Regions from separate parts of the Mus musculus genome. Here region 2 is linked to region 1. The links are chromatin contacts, called in public HiChIP or PLAC-seq maps. All regions are on one chromosome and are shown on one strand. The core of a region is the stretch at or near the end of the contact, and the rest is flanking DNA. Distances in the headings are between cores, read along the strand shown. Region 1 holds the start of Btbd16 (BTB (POZ) domain containing 16). Region 2 overlaps Plekha1 (pleckstrin homology domain containing, family A (phosphoinositide binding specific) member 1).

Evidence for each region. HiChIP or PLAC-seq counts read pairs in DNA pulled down with a chosen protein or histone mark.
Region 2: an H3K27ac HiChIP or PLAC-seq map of epiblast stem cells shows a contact between it and region 1, with 2.7 times the contacts expected there. The contact joins the enhancer-like site here to the promoter of Btbd16 in region 1. A contact is called at or near these places in 13 of 39 promoter capture datasets (3T3-L1-derived adipocytes, cancer-associated fibroblasts, cranial neural crest and 8 more), 3 of 15 datasets of contacts at CTCF or cohesin (CD8 T cells, the NIH/3T3 cell line and pro-B cells), 8 of 484 Hi-C or Micro-C datasets (the AML12 cell line, the C2C12 cell line, the NIH/3T3 cell line and 4 more), 9 of 115 datasets of contacts at active chromatin or transcription factors (Th17 cells, bone marrow-derived dendritic cells, embryonic stem cells and 4 more) and 4 of 9 other capture datasets (adipose tissue, embryonic stem cells, liver and 1 more).

What each region holds. Positions count from the first base shown.
Region 1 is chr7:130,772,686-130,775,706 of GRCm38.p6, reverse strand. Btbd16 (BTB (POZ) domain containing 16) reads right to left here and starts at 1,638. Exons shown (of 16, transcript NM_001081038.2): 1 at 1,337-1,638.
Region 2 is chr7:130,886,614-130,889,634 of GRCm38.p6, reverse strand. The region is part of intron 4 of Plekha1 (pleckstrin homology domain containing, family A (phosphoinositide binding specific) member 1); the gene reads right to left. Among named protein-coding and RNA genes, the nearest start is that of Gm5602, 14 kb to the right of the region's middle. Within about 2 kb of position 1,469, at least 50 of the 459 cell types and tissues checked have an H3K27ac peak or open chromatin away from gene starts, as enhancers often do. A contact at or near this core is called in epiblast stem cells, hippocampal neurons and neural stem cells, where this site is marked.

The DNA.
Region 1 (3,021 bases), core at 389-2,888:
AATACACAGACACACAGACACACACATACACACTATACACCACACTAAATACACAAACACACACACACATACACACTACATACCACACTAAATACACAAACACACACACATACACATAATACACCACACTAAATACATACATACACACACACACACACACATACACACTACACCACACTACACAACACACACATACACACACACACACGACCACACTACACAGCACACAAAACACATACACACCACTACACAGCACACATACACACACATACCACACACCACACTGCACATCTCACACACACACACACAGCACATAGCACACACACACCACACCACACAGCACATAGCACACACCACACACACACACACACACACACACACACACACACACACACACACTGCCCCCTCCACACACACATACTTTTGTTCATGGCTGGAATCATAGCTGCTTCTCTGACCTGTTTTTCACACAGAAGTCAGAGGGACCCTGCACCTCTCCAGCTAAAACCCTTGGCCAACTTTCCACATATGAGCTCTGCATCTTCATCGTGGCCCAGAAGCTTCTAAGGAGAGAGGAGTGGGTTCCAGGCAGACTTCATACAGAGCTGGTCAGCATATGAAGAAATGTTCCTGCCAGGGCCCTCCATAGAAAAAAAGGTCATTTCAGTTCAGAGGTGGCTGCCTAGCTCCTCTTTCTTTCTTTTCTTTCTTTCTTTCTTTCTTTCTTTCTTTCTTTCTTTCTTTCTTTCTTTCTTTCTTTCTTTCTTTCTTTCTTTCTTTCTTTCTTTCTTTCCTTCCTTCCTTCCTTTCTTTCCTTTCTTTCTTTCTTTCTTTCCTTTCTTTCTTTCTTTCCTTTCTTTCCTTTCTTTCTTTCTTTCTTTCCTTTCTTTCTTTCTTTCCTTTCTTCCTTTTTTTCTGAGACAGGGTTTCTCTATGTAGAGAAGAACTCACTTTGTAGACCAGGCTGGCCTCGAACTCAGAAATCCACCTGCCTCTGCCTCCCGAGTGCTGGGATTAAAGGCCTACGCCACCATGCCTGGCTCTAGCTCCTGTTTCTTTTACACAAGAGTCTTCCTGGCTGACCTTGAACCCCAGGAGTATCTTAGTAGCACTGAAATGTATTTTTATTTTTGTCTCACTGGGAGCTGTGCCCTCTGTGGGCTTTAGTTGTTGCTCCCTTGGTCCTCTGGTGAGGAAGCTGTCTGTGACCCTCCTTCAGCTCCCAGCCAGGAACCTCTGAAATGCCTCCTTGCCCTGGTGGAGCTATGTGCAAACAGCTCCCATCACTGGGTGACCCCTTGGTCTCGGCTGTGGATGAGGTACCAGTCCCACTTACAGTTCTGCAGTCCTGCTGCCCACGGGGACGGTCACAGAGGTTGAGAGTGAAGCAGAGGGGTGCTGGTTGCACTGGTCTCGGAACCAAGGGAGAGTTGGAGGCTGGGCACCTTCTGAGCCTGAATCTTGAACGCTCTCATGACACCTGGGGCTCACCCCTTCTCCTACGGCGATGCTTTGCTGGGGGAGCCTGCCTTTGGCTTCCTGGGGGTAGTTGTGGGTACCATGGCAACAGCAGTCAGATTCTAAGGACTTCCTGTTCCGGGTTCTGGTGTTATCTCAGCTTGAGGCTTCAGGCTTTCTGCTGAGGGGTGACAGGGCTATCAGAAAACAGTTTGTCACTAGCATAACCATGCCTGGCTGCCAAAATATTTTCGCAACAAAAGTAATTTGAATTCCATGTCCAAAATTAGCCTTAATTAATTCTACATTAATATTTTTTGTGTGTGTGTATCCCCTCCCCCATTCCTGTGCCTTATTGATAATGTGTCTTATTGATAACTGTGTCTCTTGATGTGGGAGAAAGTGGTGGGTAGTGTAGCCAGCCCTCTGACAGACATTAGGGTCTCAAAGTGCAAACCTGCAACTGGGCTATGTTCCTTTGCAGGGGAGCGAGCTACACACACACACTTGGAGAGCCTTTGCCGCACTTCCCATACCACCAGATACACACTGTCTGCTCTCCAACCTGGAGTCTGGTCTGTCGCTTCCCTCCTAGCCCAGTGCCACGATGATGGCGTGATAGTGTGTGTGGAAGGAGGTGCCTCAGCGAAAGCTCTGAAGTACAGGTCTGCCCTGTTACTTCTGCCCTTCCCTTTACCTCAGACTTCCCCTATGTAAACTTTCTCTCCAATAGAGGCTTAACACAGGATTTGAATTAAGGTGTTTGAAATACAAGAACCTGACCCTCCTGATATCATACCTGCCCTCTGGATACTATTTCTGGTACTACTGGGGCTACTGGCTAAAAGACAACCCCTGAGCGCCTCCTATTGGCCACACTGGGAAAGTGTCCCAGGGAGCCACAGTCCTTACCACCCCTGAGCCCAACATTTGACCTTGATTGTATTGATCCCTTTCTGAAGCCTTTGGTTTAGAAGCCTTCAGCTCCCCGCTAGATTGCGCCATGGATCGCTCCAGAGCTGAGCTGTAAGCCAAAGTCAAATGCACAGAAATGGAAACTTTCTTGAATCGCTGGAGTTAGCATGGACTTCATGTGGCCTTGGCCACAAGCAATGTCACAGGAAGTCTAGCTGCTTTCCCTGCAAGTTCTACCTGGTGGCATCCACTTGCTGGCGATGTTGTCCACCCACCCCTATGGGAGGGAAACAGAAGGGTGGGAGGCAGAGCCACCATGCCAGCCTTAGGCCAATGTTCAGGGGGCTGCTTTCTGCCCCACCTGGTGTGTTCTGGATCCTGAGGGACTGGCTTCTGACAGCACCTGCTTAGTCTCCCAGAGGGAGAAGGTGAGCAAGTTCCTACAGGGAACAGAGCAGCTCCTCTGATGGCGAGGCCGTGTGTGCATGCTCAGGCAAAGATACATTTCCAGAAATGTGCTGTGAGGCCACAGTGAGTACTGAGTGTGGTTGGCAAAGGACTTCCCCATATAGAGCCAGCTTATGAAGACAGAGAGGTGGCTGTTCATGTGAGTGAACACACACACACACACACACACACACACACACA
Region 2 (3,021 bases), core at 220-2,719, 110 kb before region 1:
GCAAATGTATAATACACACAATGAGAAATATTAAGGAAATATATAAGGAATATAATTAGAAATATATAAGAAGATATTTTTAAGGAAAAAAGAGGCCAACATAGCTAAATTTAAAAACTCCTTGCAGTTTGAGATATAGCTCAAAGTTTGCCAACCATGCACAGGATCTGGATTGCATCTCTAGCCCCCAATACCAAAAACTAAAACAAACAAAAAACCTGCCACTCTTGGCATAACTTGTGGTTTGAGCAAAATCTCACATGCTTTTATTTCTGACAAGAAGGGCACAGACATCTGCTACAAACTAAGAAGCCAGGAATCAGCACAGCTGATAGCTGATCCAGGGCTCCAGGACAGTCTGAGTCCTATCTCCTCAAGTACGAATCAATCACCTTTCCCAGAGAAACAGCGACAGTGAGAAGAAGTGGACACAGTATTCCTCTCTATCACCATCTTCGGATTTCCAAAGAGCGTGAATTACTGGAAAGAGGTGCGTATAACACGCAGGAAAGAGGGCAGATCGGGAAAGGAAGAGAGAGCGTTGACTACTACAAACACAAAGTCAGGACCCGTCAGGCTGCCAAGCCTTTTAAGCGAGAGTCTCATAGTGTCAGAGGCTGGTCTGGTTCCTGCCTTTTCATCTGAGTACTTTTTTTTTTTTTTTTGGTTTTGGTTTTTTCGAGACAGGGTTTCTCTGTATAGCCCTGGCTGTCCAGTCTGTAGACCAGGCTGGCCTCGAACTCAGAAATTCGCCTGCCTCTGCCTCCTGAGTGCTGGGATTAAAGGCGTGCGCCACCACGCCCGGCCTGAGTACATTTTTATCGGACTCCTTTTTACTATTAATTCTCTCATGGTCCATAAATGGCTGTGGCTCAGGTGTGGCCACGTTAGGCCCTTTCTCACATCCCCCATTTTCTCTTCCTCAATTAATTAATTAAATTTTGAGAAAGTGGCTCAGTATGTAGCCCAGGCTGGCCTGGGACCTGCCACCCTCTTGAGTGCTGAGACTGAAGGTTTATAAGTAAGACTGTCACACAGCTTTCTCTGTTACCATTTTTAGCTTCTGCTGATTCCCCTTTTGTTTCTTTTTAAATTTTTTTTCCTCCTGAGTTTTACATTACTTGTTTCTTTTTCTGTCTGATAACTCTCCTCAGACACTAAGTAACCTGGCCCATCTGTTACTATCTTAAAAGAAGACTAAAAGGCTGGTTGTCCCACTTGGGTTGTGGGGTTGCGACCTTGCACAGCTCACTCACTGTCAGCAAGCTCTCCTAGTGGAAATATCCAGATGTCAGCATCTTGAGATGGCTCTACCCACCCATCACTGGCAGCAGCTGGCTGCAGGTTCCCTGGGGCTGCACGGACTGGGCTGCATTCAGTATTCAGATTCTCCTTTAATCCTCCTTTCCAGTTTCGTGCCTCATTCCTTCCCTTCTCTGGGATTAGTGTTAGTTTCTATTTCGGGAGACACCACACATCCCATTCCCTGCTGGGCTGGGGGAAGGGTGGCTGCCCACATGAGCCAGATGGAGACAGAGACTAGAGGCTATTTGTTGTTGCTGTTGTTCTAAAGACATCTGAACAAAGAACCTGTTCTTAGTCCCCCCTCACTGTAGCTTCCCCCAGTCCCTGAAACAAGCCCCATTACCTAAGCCTATTAGAGAAAGGTGGGACAGGACACTGAAATGGCTAGCTCTTCATTGGTCTTTCTCTGCTCTGCAAACTTGGCTACCATTCCTCCGTTTGCTTCCATATTTATACACTGGGTATCACCTGCTCAAATCCCCTCCCATTATCAAAGGTAAGGTTGGAGTATTTCTCGTTCCCACTGTATCTAGGTAATTAGAGATATGCTGCCACTTAGAATGACTATCAAACCATCAGAAGGACTAACAAGAAGCTCATCTTACTCTTTGACATCAACTAAAATCACTGTTCTAACTAGGCCCAATGACTATGGATGGTGAGTTTATACTATTCTCTCGAACTATCAAAGTTCTCTGTTAGTTGATGGGCCCTGACATCTTTCAATCACAAGGTTCTGAAGCATTCTCTTATTTAGTAACTGTAATTCTAATCTGCAGAGAATGTCTAATTTTCACAAGAGTTTCTTTGTAGGCCTCTTGAGTTGCTAACTTCAGTCTGTTCACAACAGCTTCCCTTATTGGATACATGTGGCTGCCATCAGATACTGCTCTAAACATCAACCTGCAGGACAAAGTCACTCTTACACACTGAAGAGAGCAAAGAACTTAAACATTAACATTAATTCTGCCCCCAAAGTACCTTTTTCTTTAAACTTCAATGGTCCCTTTTTATACCAATTGGTCAATCTTAACTTCTGTCCCTTCTATCACTATAACGTAGAGAGAGAGAGGATGGCAATCTTGTTTGACCTACCACTGATTCTCTTAACACACTCTAAATTTCTCCATTTATTAATGCCCATTAATTGTAAAAGCCAAGAGGTCTCACTGTGCCAGGGAGTATGTCCACGCTCCCTGGACCCTTCTCTTGCTCCATGTTTTAGTTACTGCCTCACTGCAACAACAAAATATCTGACAAAGCAATTTAAAGAAGGAAGGGTTTACTCTGGCTTTGAATACCGGGTGACACTGTCCATCACAGCAGGGAAGGAAGGCATGGTACCCGGAAGAGGAGGTGGTGGGCCACACTGCGTATGCAGTCAGGAAGCAGAGAATGATGACTGACATGTAATAGACTACCCACATTAGGATGATCTTCCCACCTCTGTTACAGAGTTGTTTTCATGGTGGTTCCATCCACTTGACAATCAAGATTAAGTATCACACCCCAGGATCCTGTTCCACACTGTTTCTCTTCTTCCCCGACCCCTTCTACTTTCTTTACCTCTACTTTCCACATATATAAAAAACTAAACTAAACTAAACACCACTTCTGGGCATATGCTTAAAGGAAATAAAACCAGCATACAAAAGAGACACCTGCAAACCCGTGTTAGTACTATTCATAATAGCCAGGATATGGAATCTGCCTGGG